Regions from separate parts of the Mus musculus genome. Here regions 1 and 3 are each linked to region 2. A link is a contact called in public promoter capture Hi-C data. All regions are on one chromosome and are shown on one strand. Each heading gives the region's core, a stretch centred on a gene start, on an enhancer-like site or on the middle of the called end of the contact. The rest is flanking DNA. Distances are from core to core; before and after follow the strand shown.

What was found. Promoter capture Hi-C pulls out the DNA fragments that hold promoters and counts their contacts.
Region 1: a promoter capture Hi-C map of pre-B cells shows a contact between it and region 2, with 5 times the contacts expected there. The contact joins the promoter of Ndrg3 here to the promoter of Edem2 in region 2. A contact is called at or near these places in 2 of 39 promoter capture datasets (liver and pre-B cells) and 1 of 484 Hi-C or Micro-C datasets (B cells).
Region 3: a contact with region 2 is called in a promoter capture Hi-C map of pre-B cells, with 2.1 times the contacts expected there. The contact joins the promoter of Rab5if here to the promoter of Edem2 in region 2. A contact is called at or near these places in 1 of 39 promoter capture datasets (pre-B cells) and 1 of 115 datasets of contacts at active chromatin or transcription factors (microglia).

What each region holds. Positions count from the first base shown.
Region 1 is chr2:156,990,433-156,993,440 of GRCm38.p6, reverse strand. It overlaps Ndrg3 (N-myc downstream regulated gene 3), which reads left to right and starts at 1,330. Exons shown (of 16, transcript NM_013865.2): 1 at 1,330-1,442.
Region 2 is chr2:155,728,200-155,731,398 of GRCm38.p6, reverse strand. It overlaps Edem2 (ER degradation enhancer, mannosidase alpha-like 2), which reads left to right and starts at 1,924. Exons shown (of 11, transcript NM_145537.2): 1 at 1,924-2,168; 2 at 2,398-2,508. The coding sequence starts at 2,062.
Region 3 is chr2:156,861,490-156,864,457 of GRCm38.p6, reverse strand. It overlaps Rab5if (RAB5 interacting factor), which reads right to left and starts at 1,336. Exons shown (of 4, transcript NM_026124.3): 1 at 1,041-1,336. The coding sequence starts at 1,154. It overlaps 5430405H02Rik (RIKEN cDNA 5430405H02 gene), which reads left to right and starts at 1,513. Exons shown (of 3, transcript NR_027914.1): 1 at 1,513-1,859.

The DNA of each region.
Region 1 (3,008 bases), core at 81-2,580, 1.3 Mb before region 2:
CTGCTCTTCCGAAGGTCCAGAGTTCAAATCCCAGCAACCACATGGTGGCTCACAACCATCTGTAACGAGATCTGACGCCCTCTTCTGGTGTGTCTGAAGACAGCTACAGTGTACTTACATGTAATAAATAAATCTTAAAAAAAAAAAAATATAAATCATGTAATAAAATGCCTTCAATACTAGTTTTGCCTTCATTCAGATTGGCTTGGGCCTGGCCTGGGTTTGTTTAATTTTACCCTTCTAGGTAGACAGTTCACTGAAGGAAGATGGCAGAAACTGATAATAGGCCAACCTACCTAATGCTACAACCCTTTAATAACATAAGTTGCTCATGTTGAGGTGAGCCCCAGACACACAATTATCTGTTGTTCCTTTATAACTAATTTGCTAGTGTTATGAATCAAATATAAATATCTGATATGTAAGCCCTGTGAAAGAGTCAGCTCCCAAAGGTATGGTGACCCTTGTGCCATAGAGGAGTGCTGTTTCCCAGCTTCTCTCATGGCTTGTTCAGCTTGCTTTGTTATCCCCTCCAGGGCCACCTACCCATAGTAGGCTGGGTGCTCCCATTATCAGTCATTACTAAGAAAATACACTACACAGTCCAATTTACTAGGGGCCTTTTCTCAACTGAGATTCTCTTCCCAAATTACTTTATTTCAAATTGACATAAAAGTTGCCAGCACATGCAGGCAACGTTTTGATTCTAGTCTGGAGAGATGACTTAGTGTTTAGATGTGCACTGTTCGTAGAGAGGACTGGAATTCATGTCTGTAATCTCCCATTTCAACATTCTGCAGCTGTCTTTAGTAGGAATCTGCTACATTTATATGAACATCACTGCCCTGCACAGATGCTCGTATATGCACAATTAACAATGAAAATCTTTAATTGTTGAGTCAATAATATGTTCAGTCGTTTTTTGTTTGTTTTGTGTGAAGTAACCAACTCTCTTGTTCTACTCAAGAAGGAAATAATATGGCTGCCATTTGTAAAAGATGGAAGAGGACTAGGAATTTGATTCCTGGAAATCGAATCCCTGAGGCTCAGGAGTGCCAGATGATCTTGAGTGTAGCTTTAAACCTTGTTAAAACAAGTATGTCATGGCCCATAAGAGCTTACTAATAATTCAACCATGAGGGAGAGGTAGGTGTGCAGAGAAAACATTTCACATCCCCTCCTGGCAGTTCTGAGCAACAGCCTCCGGGACACCGCAAGAAGAAAAACTACAGCCAAGATGGCGCTGCTAGAGACTCTGTAGGCCTGACCACCATTTTGTCTGTAGTTCCTAGCGTAAGCAGGCGCGTTGCGCATGCGTAAACCCCCGGCATCCTCAGCGCGCCTGCGCTGCGCAGCGCCCCCCCTCCTTGCTGCTGCTGCTGCTGCTGCTGCTGCTGCTGCCGCTGCTGCTGTAGATTGACGGCCCCGCGCTAGCGCTTCAGGTGAGTGAGCGCCTCTACCACAGCGGGCGGAGGGCGCGCCGCGCGGTACGCCCGCCCGGGTGTCGCTCCTCTGTGCGCTGCGGACCGATGGCCACGCGACCAGCCCCGGGTCCTCGCGGTCGGCCTTCTCTGAGCCCCCCGAGCCTATCGCGTTCAGCCCGGCCTCCCGCGCCCCTGCCGGTACCTAGTCGGCGGAGGGCAGCGTGTGACCTGTTGGGGTCCGGCGTCGCTACAGAGGTCTGCACCCTCCGTCGCTGGAACCCCCTGAGGCTGTCACCCGTTCTCCGCCTCTCACGGCGGAGCACGGAGCTCCTAGAGCTGAGCATCCACCTACCCCGTTGCCCCTCACAGCCCAGAGAGTTTTGACAGGGGCCTGGACTCGCCTTCTGTGGGTTTCTTCCCAAAGCCACAGAGGCACTCTTCTCTCCTGGGACCACAGGACCACGGTTTGTCTAAAGCCCACTTTGTAGCCAAAGAAACTGAGGCACGGAGAGGTGAAATGTCGCGTCCAAGGTCATGCAACTGACAAGTGACACGGCCAGCTCTCTTAACTCAGAGGCGGTGGGGCTTTCACAGCCAGAGCTGGTGGGGTTTGACCTTGTATCTTTAAATTTGGGGCGGTGGGGAATACACTTGTCATTTATCTAGAGTTGCTTTTAAAGGTCGTAAAAGTGGGCTACGAATAGAATTATCTTCTGGTCAGTACGGTGGAAATGCTGTTGTGATAACAATCGCGATGTTAACGTGAACTGGCTCCCTCCCAAATACTCGCTTTGTGCCAGGGATCTTGCTAAAGGTTTTATTAAGATCGGTTCACCTTTGTACCTCGCTGCTTCCCTATCCAGTGCTTTCTCCCTTCTTTTTCTCGAAGCCGTTTTTTCCCCCTGCAGAGCTCTCCTGCATGTCACAGGTAGACTTGGAGCCTCATGGCTTAAGCTGAGAGGCTCTCCCCTGTGGCTCCCTGGTAGAACACAGTAAGCCTCTCCTGCGTCAACCCCACTCCCCTCCCCCAGGGTGTCCCCCCCCCAGCCCCCCAAGGTATAATTAGCATTTCTTTTCTAGCTGTCAGGACTAGGCTGGCTGGGCTGGCTGGACTTGTGGAGGTGACAGAGCAGATTTAGCCAGTATCACCTCTTTTTGGGACTTTCTGGCTCTGCTCCAAAGCTGGTCTTGAGCATTTTCAGGCTTTAAGATAAAACGAGAAAGCGTTGACACGGTGGTGAAGAATCTAAGACACCTCCTTTGATTTGAGTTCCAAATGAACAGCTATAAAAATGTGTTGATTTTTTTTTTTTTTTTGCCCCCAAAATAACTAGCACAAACTGCCTTTTCCTCCCTTAGCAAATCCTCCTCCACACTTCAAAGGCTCCACAAAATTTTCATCTTCCCTGCTTAATTTTCCTAACTAGAATTAAATAATACATAGCAGGCTGCAGGCCCGGGTCTTATCCTCAGTAAGATCCCCCCCAACCCCACCCCCATCCCCGGCCAGGTCAGGCGCAGTCTTTGCACCCCCAAATGCCTGGGTCCTGGTTGGCCAAAAAAAAAAAAAAAAAAAAAAAAACT
Region 2 (3,199 bases), core at 675-3,174:
GTTATTATCCAGGTCTTAGTTTCTTTTGGTTTCCCTTCTATCTGGCCCCTCTAAGAAGTATTTAAAAAATATTCTCCTAGTGACTCAGTATTTGCTATGCCATTATTATAGGCATTTTATATGGTTCACTGAATCCTCTAACCCTATTAAGCAGGTATTAATATTCTTCATAATTTATAAATGAGAAAAAAAGGTGAGGCCACACTCCTAATAATACTGCCCCAATTTAACACTGACACATTGACCCTTGACCCATCTATACTAAAACCTTTTTATTGAATTTAGGACCCACTTTGGGTTAGATATGGAGTTTAATTTGTTTATCAACTGATGGCACTTTGGGACACTTAATGAGGGATATTTTCAAGAATGCTGGATTGGGATTGGAGAGATGGATCAATGGTTAAGAGTACTAACTACTCTTCTAGAGCACCTGGGTTGAGTCTTAGCACCACATGGAAGCTCACAATACCTATAATTCTAGACCCAGAGGACTCTACACCCTTTTCTGGCCTCAGAGGTGACCTGGCATGCACAAAATTATGTACAAAATCCTCATGTACATAAATAAATAATATTATTGTGTGCTCCAAACTTGCTTATAACTCTTCACCTATGCTTATGTAAGCAGCCCTAATTAAACCTAATCTACCCCAATCACAACCACAAAAAATGACAGTAGGAGGGGTTTGGGAGGAAAAAGGAGGAGAGAAGAATGGTGAAGGTAATGGGGGAGGGGCGGTGACCAGAACATATTCATACATATATGAAATTGTCAAAGAACAAGAATTAACAAACAAACAAACAAACAAACAAACAACTGGGCCAAAGAAGGCAGAGTCTGCCTGCACTTTGCTCAATAAATGGAGCAGCCATTTCCCTCTGAATTTTTCAGCAAAGAAGAGTTGGGCAATGCTAGAATTAAAGAAAAGTTCAAATTAAAAGGATCTCAAATATCAGTTTAGACAAACCCTTTCATAAATGTGGGTGCTGTGCCTGGAGGATGAGAGGGACTCCTTTAAGGTTATATAGGTTATGTGTGAATGGTAGAGTCGTAATGAACCCCAATCGAACTTCAAATCTAGGGTTGTCTACAGCTCATTCCACTGACCAAAGAGAAGGGGGTTGCTGTAGATAGCGCACTAACAGAGTCTAGGACCTAGCAAGAGAGTGGGGAAACTGGCCCAGATGTTCTTTTTATTTTGTTTTATTTTGTTTTTTCGAGACAGGGTTTCTCTGTGTAGTCCTGGCTGTCCTGGAACTGACTTTGTAGACCAGGCTGACCTCGAACTCAGAAATGTGCCTGCCTCTGCCTCCCAAGTGCTGGGATTAAAGGCGTGCACCACCACCGCCCGGCCGGCCCAGATGTTCTTAAAGGAAGAATGCTGGGTCTTCATTCTCACCAGGGATGGCAGCCACTGAGATGGTCCAGGTAAAGTCCTGGGTTGATTTAGAGACTGAAGGGACCGTGATTTCATGGCACCCTAAAGTGAAAGACCGTCATAAATGTATGAATTCCTAGAACAAAAGGGATTTCTGGAAACCTTAAGGCTTTGGGAAAATAATTCTAGAGTTTACTTACACAATGGTTTGTCAAACCCTGTGTCTATTATAGTCAAAGCCGAACATTTTTCATCCATATTTACATAGGCATCTGCTCAAATCTTGAGTACCTGCTAGCCCCTCCTTTAAAAGGTATTTGGAAAAAAAACAAAAATTAACTAGATGGCGCCTGTAAAGTGCTCCTAACACTTTAATTCACCGAAGGTGCTCAACAAACAGAAACTGGGATTGTGAAAACATTATTAACAGCAGCCACAGCAACCACTGTCTTTAAGACACGTTGAACTCCTCTCTGTAGACCAGAAATCCCGAGATGCTCTTTTGCCAGGGCTCCACCGCCCATTGCATCCTGGGCTTTGTAGTCAGGAAGTGAGAGGCTTCTTGCCCAACGCGCAGGCGTCGTGGTGCGTATCCCCGGAAGAACCAGCCGCGGCTCGGAGGATGAGCTGGTGGCGGTGGCTGCAGCTGCTGCGGCGGCACTGACAGGACACGAGCTCTATGCCTTTCCGGCTACTCATCCCGCTCGGCCTCGTGTGCGTGCTGCTACCCCTGCACCATGGTGCGCCAGGCCCCGACGGCACCGCGCCCGACCCCGCCCACTACAGGTGAAGGGGGCCAGGCTCCCGCTCTCTACGGCTGGGGAGTGGCAAGCGCCCACCGGGTCCCTTCCCTTCCCTCCACCCCAGGACCCCCACCCTGACGTGCTCTGGTCCCGCTGCTGGGCCCTCGGCAGAAATCATTTTGTGGTTCCCATTCTCCGTCCTGTGTCTGGTCCTTTCTCCCGCCTGGTTTTGTGTTCTGGCCCCCTACCTTATTTCTCATCCCTCGAACCAGGGAGCGAGTCAAGGCCATGTTCTACCACGCCTACGACAGTTACCTGGAAAATGCCTTTCCCTACGATGAGCTGAGACCTCTCACCTGTGATGGGCACGACACCTGGGGCAGGTAGAGCCAGCTTGAGGGCCAAGGGGGTTGGCCGGGATCATAGGAGGGCTGGTGGCTTCATGGTCTCACTGATTGTGGAAAGTTTCCGACCTGGGCTGATTCAACCCCGTCCCCTCAGTCCAAACCAGCGCTGTCAGAACTACACAGCTTTTCACAGTACAAAAAAGTCTTGGCTTAACTTGGCAGGCTAGCCCTCTGGACTCACCTCAGCCGAACAGGCAACCACGTATGAGGACTTGGGGACATTTCTGGAGTCACAAAATATTTTGAAAAAACTCCCGGGAGTCAGGAAACTCAACTCCTTCATTTTATAGGTGGGCGCACAGGCCCAGGAGGAACGTTATTCTCCCCACAGTTAAGACCCTTTGTAGTTGGTGTACTCTTTATGACTGAAAAATATTTCCCGTCTAGCTTCATACCAACTCCTCTCACCGCCATACATACAAGTCACCTGATTCATTTTCGTTTAGTAATTCTGTGTTACCATATCATCTTTTCATTTTCACTGGAATAAAGAACCCAGTCGAGCAAAGAATCATTGCATTAGCCAAAACTGACACTAGGGCTGTAATCCTGAGTTGGTTTTTGTTTTGTTTTGTTTTGCTTCGTTTTTATAGAATGATTTATTGATTTAGTGCGCACTGGCTGTTTGCCTGTATCTATAACCATGTGAGGGTGTCAGGTTCCCTGG
Region 3 (2,968 bases), core at 87-2,586, 1.1 Mb before region 2:
TATTAAGTGACTAATTCCAGAGCCTGTTCTCTACCATATTTTAGAGAAGTCGTTACTTCTTTAAAAGAAGCTGCGTAAATAGAAGTTTGTTTTGAAGTGACAATGGGCACTGTGCTCCTGGCCACAGATAACCCTTGGCTGGCCAGCTAAGTTCTAGAGAGTCTCCAGGAAGAAAAACTATTAACTTCAGTTCCCACCCTTCCTGTACAGCGACTTTTGAGAAAGCCAGAGTTAGGAAAGTGTGGTGGTGGAGAAGTGTGTGCTTAGGCCTGTGCCAGCTCATCTAAGTTTCACCCAACAAAGAGCACTCAGGTTTGTGAACTGCCCTGGACTCCAGACACCAGTCCTTGGACCGGGGAAGATAAAAAATATGACACAGCAGTTCACAAAGACGACAGGTTTTGCAAGAGCTGGGCAGGGCTGGGGGCAGGCCAAGGGCACCTTCAGGAAGTACTCCCCCCCTCCATGGCGGAACTGAAGGGAGGGAAGCCCAATTTCAACAGTCCAAACAACGGAAGGAGTCCAAATATAGCATTCTTTTCAAACCATCTAGAATCGGGCTGAATGGTGACAGGCTTGAAGATCACAGAATGGAGCAATGATAGGAGGCGTCCAGGCTCAGATCCTCTGGAGATGACCAGCGAGTGCATCTTTAAGTCCCCAACCTCTTCTAACCCATGTCTAGCGACTTTCTTACTAACTCACACCCTCTTAAGGTGGTCTTAGAACCGGCTCTCGAATCTTAAAGCTCACAGGGCATGTCTTCTTTCTCATCTAAGCGAGCAAGGACAGAGCCACCCCTCGCAATGTGCAAAGTAAACGCACTTCAGGGATTCCGCACCCGGCACGTGCGCAGTCTTCAGAAGCGCTAACTACTCCGGATCCTGCGGAGCAAACGGCGGGGGATAGCAGGGGCTCCGCTCGCTCCACTACGCGCCGGCCCCCTTGGCACCCCGCTCCCTGCTCCCATGGCCGCGCCCGGCCGATTGGCCGGGGCGAGGGAGACCCGGGCCCGTCCTCCCTCGCCGGGCCTTCTGCACCTTGTCGTCCCAGGCCGCGTCGCTCCGCAGCACCTTGCTCCACACGGACACCTTGAGGGCCCCGTTGGCCAGCTGCGGCTGAGGCGGCTCCTCCTTCCGCCGCCCGCCGCTCATCCTCCCGTCGCGCCGCCCGAGCCGGGCGTGGGGCGCGCGGGCCAAGCCGAAGGGAGTCGGGGTCTGGGACCGCGGGACTCGGCGCGCGGGGCGGCAGCGGTAGTCCGGGCAGCGAGGGACAGTGGCCCGCCGAGGCTCTGCTCGCTCTGCCCAGCGGCCGGCTCGCTAAGCTCCACGGAGCAGGCGCCGCCGAGGGAGGGGCGGGGCCCTGATGACGTGCGCACGCAGCCAATCGGCGGCCACGCGGCGGTCGGCTCCGAAGCTCGGCGACGCCTCGACGCGAGCGTCCCCTCCGGTGGGCGGAAGTGACAGAAGCTTCCGGCGGACGCCAGGGGACGGTGAGCGAGAAGGGACAAGTGCGGCCCGGAGGCGATCTGTGCGCGAGGAGGCGCTGTGAAGACTGAGGCACAGCCCCTCCGAGGAAAGCCGAGATTGTACGTTTCCTTGCCGGCTGAGCCGCGGCTCGTCCCCCGGAGCGACACAAAGAAGAAGTGGCCTTGCATCCTGCTCCGCCTCCCGAGCCGGGTCCTTGGTCCCCGGAAGCCCTGGGCTGCCCCACTGGAGTTACCTTCTGTGCGTTCTCTCCTAAACCTACACGTTATTCACGACTTTGTTCATGACTATGGAAAACAAAACAAAAACAAAAACCAAACCAAAGTTCCCTCGCCTGGCGATGGTGCAAGCCTGTCTACCTGCTGGAGGATGGTAAGTCCCCGGTCACGACAACCTGTCTCAACGGGAAAAAAAACAATTCTGTGAACCCTAACGTCTCCTCTTGCTCAGCGTTCTCTTCTGAGATCCGAATGTGAAGCTGAGATCCCAAGAGAGAAATTCTTTCCTAAGGATGAGGCAAGTTGAAACCAGGGGAGAACCCCACTAGGGGGAATAGAAAAGTAGTAGGTGTCGGGCTAGCTACCCCGTCCTCACTGTGTGTTGTTAGCACTTCCCAGGATGTGTTTTGAAAGGACAGAAGGAGCAGCACCCCCTGCGAACTTGTACAAAGACACGTTGTGGTGTACACTGTGACTCGTCTGCAGTCCAAACCCGGGGAGGAATGTTAGGCTGGCCTGGCTACATTCCAAGATCCCGTGCCCCGTCTGACCTGGGTTACACAGCGAAGCTGGTCTAGCATACAGAGTGAGAGATGCTGCCTCAAACAGACAAATGAGCAAAATCAGTCCCATCCTCCAGATGGTGCCACACAGGATGTGCTATGCTAAGGGATATCACTAAAAAACAAAAGAAAAGAAAAACCCCCCAAGAATTGTTTATTATGTATACATCGTTCTGGCTGCATGTTTGCCTGCAGGCCAGAAGAGAGGTTACCAGATCACATTATAGATGGTTATGAGCTACCATGTGGTTGCTGGGAATTGAACTTAGAACCTCTGGAGGAGCAGCTAGTGTTCTTAATCTATGAGCCATCTCTCCAGCCCGGAACATCACTTTTATGCAGTGAGTTTATAAAGGCAAAGTAATTTGCCTGGAATCATTGAGTTAGTAGTTGGGTTTATTTTACTCTAAATCCGAGTTCTTTTCTTTTTAAAAATAATTATTTCATTCCATAGTATGGGTGTTTTGCCTGCAGTGTGTGTGTGTGTGTGTGTGTGTCTGTGTGTGCACCACTTTGTGTGCCTGCTGCCTAAGAGGGCGACATATCTCCTACAGATAGTTGGGCGCAGTCATTCAGGTGCTTGGAATTGATTTCTTTTTTAAAAGTTTATTTTATATGTGTGTGTATATATATATATATATGTGTGTGTGTGTGTGTGTGTGTGTGTATACACAAATATATATGTGTATATATATATACA